2 separate regions of the Gossypium hirsutum genome follow, and region 2 is linked to region 1. Evidence: chromatin contacts called from public Hi-C data. All regions are on one chromosome and are shown on one strand. Each heading gives the region's core, a stretch centred on a gene start, on an enhancer-like site or on the middle of the called end of the contact. The rest is flanking DNA. Distances are from core to core; before and after follow the strand shown. Region 1 holds the start of LOC121229075 (40S ribosomal protein S19-3). Region 2 holds the start of LOC107916901.

What was found. A called contact is a pair of places that touch in the nucleus more often than the background predicts.
Region 2: a contact with region 1 is called in a Hi-C map of leaf, with 2.0 times the contacts expected there. The contact joins the promoter of LOC107916901 here to the promoter of LOC121229075 in region 1. A contact is called at or near these places in 3 of 34 Hi-C or Micro-C datasets (all in leaf).

What each region holds. Positions count from the first base shown.
Region 1 is chrA01:17,383,370-17,386,164 of Gossypium_hirsutum_v2.1, reverse strand. LOC121229075 (40S ribosomal protein S19-3) reads left to right here and starts at 1,444. Exons shown (of 4, transcript XM_041112308.1): 1 at 1,444-1,623; 2 at 1,780-1,870; 3 at 1,961-2,144. The coding sequence starts at 1,540.
Region 2 is chrA01:17,663,435-17,666,229 of Gossypium_hirsutum_v2.1, reverse strand. It overlaps LOC107916901, which reads right to left and starts at 1,385. Exons shown (of 6, transcript XM_041112818.1): 1 at 850-1,385; 2 at 641-751. The coding sequence starts at 702.

The DNA.
Region 1 (2,795 bases), core at 195-2,694:
ACCAATAGGCCCATTCTATTATAAAATTACAAATAACTAAATATAAACCCGCTAAACAGAGATAGGGCTTAATTCCAAAAATAACAAATTTGCCCACTACCAGGCTTGAACTTGGGACCTCACACACACATCTAAAACACTTAACTACTAAAGAAAATACACAATTATATAACATTTTAGCAAAAACAAGAATAAGAATTTTGAGGCGTTACATTTGTTTAGTTAAAGAATTTAGGGTAAGCCACAACATTAGTCACTTAATTATGGGTAAATTTTTGTTTTGGTCACTTAATTAAAAAAAAGTTACAATTCAGTTACTAAAGTTTTCAAAATTATTTTTCTGTCACTTGACTGTTAAGTGACTAATGATGACAGCTTTTTAGTTGGTATAATAATAATTTTAGTCTTCACATTTTATTCTTTTTGTCAAGTTGACTTTGATTCTATATAAATTTATATAAAAAACAAAATTGTTCAATAAAAATTAAAAAAGTCAATATAAAAATTCTAAAAATATCAAAATCTCAAAAGTATTGTTGCTGAAGAATTAATACGTCAGAGAATAAGAAAATGATGAATTGGGTGATGTAGAATAAGCCTTAAATTCTAGAATTGATATCCCGGATACTTGTGAAATCGACTCTAATGCTATTTTTAGCGAAAAATATAAAATATATTACAAAAATTTCTTTTTCGAACTCAATTCAAAATTTCAATTCATTTAAATCATTTTCAAAATCGAAATAGTAAAAGCAAACTATATTCCAATTTTTTTCCTTTTCTTATAATGAAAAAGTTTTGTAAAAAAATAGAAGAGGTAAAAAACAAAGACCATTAATTTTACTTAATGTTTCTATTTTTTCATGTTTTTAAAGAATGGGTATTGAATATTTTTATAATATAGTTTTATGTTTTTTAAAGAATAAATATTGAATATTTCTAAACAGATAATACAAAGAGAGAAATTTCGAAGGGTTCAAAAATAATTTTCCCTCACTTTATTATTTAATGATTTATTTAATGTATTTTTATAAATTTTTAAAAAGAATTTCAAATATTATATTATTTTTTATAGAATCAATATCAAATTAGCAAAAAAATATAAAAAAATAAGGACTAATTTTTTTTATTCCAATTAAAAAAGTGCCTTCGTTAGCCATTTAATAATGAAGTGACTAAAAATATAATCTCAAAAATATTAATAACTAAATTATATATATATATTTAGGTATAATTGAGGTAATATAGTTGATATAAATGAAAGAATTTAGAAGTAATATATTGGTTTGGGTGGGATTTGGGTGTATACATGGATTGGACACTACTGATTTGGATGTGTATGGTATGTATGGGTTTGGTTTGGATCTGAGTCAGACCCATGAGGGGGCTATTTTGGTAATTGACGAAAGAGAGGCACTATAAATACAGCATAAACCCTAGTTCCTTTGAAATCTTGTATATATATTATCTCCGTCTGGTGCCGCTGCAAGCCTATTTCGCAAACAGCAAACGGAGCAGACAGTCAGATAAGCAGAGAAAATGGAGGCAGCCAGAACTGTTAAGGACGTTTCCCCTCATGACTTCGTCAAGGCTTACGCCGCCCATCTCAAGCGTTCCGGCAAGGTGCTCTGCTTTTCTCGCTTTCTTCATTTTATTTCTTAGGGATATAATATTTTCATGTATAAGGGCTCTACCTGCAAATTTGGATATCTTTGATTGTTTTCTTACTTAAAAAGGATTAATTTTCCTTAATCTGACTTATTTTTAAAAAAAAAATAGATCGAGCTTCCTTCATGGACTGATATTGTGAAGACTGGTAAACTCAAGGAACTTCCTCCCTACGATCCAGATTGGTACTATATCAGAGCTGGTATGTGTTTTATAGCTTTGTCAGGCCAACGCTGATACGGCATTGTATGCATATTTATGCTCTAATCATCGTTATCTCTTGTTTTTGTAGCTTCCATGGCAAGGAAGATATACTTGAGGGGAGGTCTAGGTGTTGGTGCCTTTAGGAGGATTTATGGAGGGGCTAAGAGAAATGGAAGTCGCCCACGCCATTTCTGCAAGAGTAGTGGATCTGTTGCCCGTCACATTCTTCAGCAATTGCAGAATGTGAACATCATTGATATTGATCCTAAAGGGTGAGTTTTCTTTACTACCATTGTTGTTTTTTTTTATTTTCAATAATATGATTGCTACTGGAATTATTCGTTTTTTGGTATTATTATAGTTCACCCCTAACAACGAATGTAAACGAGGAAACAATTCATGATTGTATCATTCCTTATTCAGAAAGTTAGATAGACAATTCTTCTCTAACCCATTGTTTCAAAAAATTACTTATAGTATGTGTTTTTTTTGAAGCATGTAGGTGTATACTTGAAATCCCCGTAATAATCTAAGCCAGTGTTACTCTTAAATACTTTATTTGTCTACATGTGCTCAATATTTGTGACATGCAGACTGGGTAGAGAGATGTATTGTTTGAATATATTTAACTTAAAAATGTTGCAAATATCCATGACGGATTCACTCGAGTACGAGTAGCGTAGTTATGTGGTTTATGACAATGGATTGTGAAATGTAGAATGTTGAAGCATATATCTTCTTTTCTAAAACAAGAAACAAATACACTGATTTAAATTCATCTGAAGGTAATGTTTAACATGTACATAAGCACTCATCTGTTTAAGAAACTTTATATTAATTTCTTAGGATAAAAACAAGAAATTGTCATAATGATTTGGAAGTTAGATTTCAAAATGTTATAATGATATAAAGGGGTTTCATTA
Region 2 (2,795 bases), core at 136-2,635, 280 kb before region 1:
CTACACCTACAGAATTATATTACAGACCAAATCACCAATAAAGAATATTTTACAAAGATTCGGAATCTCTCGATCCCAAGTAAAATAAAAATACATCTATGGAGGGAGGTCAATAATTTTCTTCCGAGCTTAGTACTCTTAAATTTCGAAGACTAAGGAATGATGTTGCATGCCCAATCTACTCAATTGAAGAAGAAACCATGGAACACATTTTTCGAGATTGTGAATTCACAAAACAGGTCCTACAAGAAGTTGGGTTGGACACCTCGCAATCAAACGCAAGACATATATGGAAATAATGGTCAGCATTTTTCTTCCACACGAATAATACTAAAGTATGCACAGTCATGGCAATTACTAATTGGGCAATATGGTACAACAAAATAGAATTTATCATGAAGGAAAAAAGGAAAGGGTACAAGAGGTTATCGGTTTTATTAAAGCTTATTTAAGGGAGTTAGAGCAAGTTAAATCATCAACAGAAACCAGACTCATTCCAAGAGAGATGTTTTGGAGACCCCCCATGGAAGGACAGGTCAAAGCCAATTTTGACTCAACATATTTGCAACAAGACATGACAGCAACTGCGGGAGTTATTATAAGAAACCATGAAGGATTTGTTATGAGAGCATGTTCTTACCCAATAGGAAGGACAGGGGATCTGACCACTGCGGAATCGAAGGCATGTCTACAAGCAGTCATTTTTGGGGAAGAAATGGATTTTCGAGATATGGTTGTCGAAGGTGATACCCTTACAGTCATTAAAAAGCTTAAGTCAGATTTAGTGGATAGATCAGTGATTGGCAACATCATTAGTGAAATCCAAAGGAAAAAAATCAAATTTATTACCTTATCCCTTGAATATACCCCTCGAAAGACAAATGAAGCAGCGCATGCCTTTACTAGTCGAGGATACAATTTGGATAATCCATCCTGTTGGGTTGAAGAAGTACCGATGGAGATTGAACCCATCATCGCCAATGACCAAAGAAGGCTCTAGAATCGGTAGAATATGGACATTTTGTCTGAGTTCGGGGTTGCAACATAAACACGCATGTCCTCAACATTATCTGATGAACTCAAATTTAGGAGAAATCTGGTAAAAGCACTTTAAATGAGAATCTTTGCAGTGAAGAAAAGGCACAACCAGTATATTCCACCATAACTACAGAATGCGAAGAAAAGGAAATGTGACTCTAATTGATGATAGGGTTTAGGTTTTTTTTGGCATACTTAAGTTTTTGCATTGATTTAGGGTCTTATCAAAGGCGTTTCATTTTCTTTTAGTTTTTCTTCTTTTTCCTTTAATTTTAGGTAAACCCAAGGCACCGCCTCAGTTACAAATACGCTATTGATAGTTGTTAGACAGCTGGTGATTTTAAATCTTTGATCACTATACCACATATCCTCTGATTTAATGTATTTTCGATTTTACTTCAAAAAAAAAGAAACTGAAAGGAAAGATAGTTTTAATTTATAAAAGATAATTTTTATCTTTGTATATTTTAGTTTATTTTTAATTTTTATACTGTAATAAATTTTGATACATTAATATTATTTTTTATACTTTTTTTACATTTAAATGCATTACTAAATTAAAACTCGATTATCATAATTAAATTTAATAATATTTATACTATTTATTAAGTGTTTTACTGAGTTTATATCACCCTCAACTAGGTCACCAACTTAATTAAGGAAATTATAGAAATGCCTTTTTTGTAATTAAAATAAGTTATATTGTTTGAGATAATTTAATCTTTTTATTGCAATGAGAAAGGATTGTATGAAACATAGATTATCCCTTTGGATTGTATGAAACATAGATTATCCCTTTTTCTAATAGTTTTATGCCACATCAGCAATTTCATTATGAATTTCAATATTTTACTTTGGATTTGATTTTTTTTTCAGGATGAAAATATTGATATGACATTGAACTATTGGAAAAAGGGTTTCAGATGATGAGGCGTTATTGTTTTATACAATCATTTCTCTAGAGGTCAAATAGTTCATCTATTATTGTAACAGCTTAATTTTCAGCGGTGTCGGAACAGTGATTCAAGATCACTAAATCCGACAAATGAGTAGGAAATATTATTAATTTAGTGAGTATAAGTTAAATGTGAAGTTAGGAAAAATTTTGAAATAGTGAATAGTGTACTAAAAATAAATATTAAAATAATTAGAATCGAAAACGAGGTATCGAGAACTCGAGAATTTTAAATAGAGCCATAAATACTTTTATAAATATTTATAGAGTGTTAATAAGTTATTATTAAAGTTTCGTCAAGAAATTTTAAAGTTCTGATAGTTAATTGAACAAAAAGGACTAAATTGTATCAAATGTAAAATTATGGGAAATGATTAAATAGCTTAAATGATAAAAGAAAGAGGGTTTAAAAGGAAAATAGACCTTGAGGAAAGGGCATGAAATCAGCAAGAAAATAAGGAGAATTAAGGGTAAAATTGGAAAATTGAAAATTTTACTTAATAAAGCTAGGACTAAAGTGGAATTATCTAGATTTCTCTTTATTTTTCTGCATTCTCATCAGCAAAAACACCATGAAAGAGTTCCCTTAAGCTGTTTTTTCATATTTTTACTTCAAGTAAGTTCAATTCTTGATTATTTCTTAAAATTTTTGTGTTTTTGTGACTTTTACAACTAGGTCCACTTGTTGAATTCATTAGTTTTTTATTCTATGAAAGACATTGAAAGTTGCTATGAATATGTGCTGGAAGTATATGATGATTTGGAATGGAATTAGAGCTTTAAATTATTTATATGTTGATTT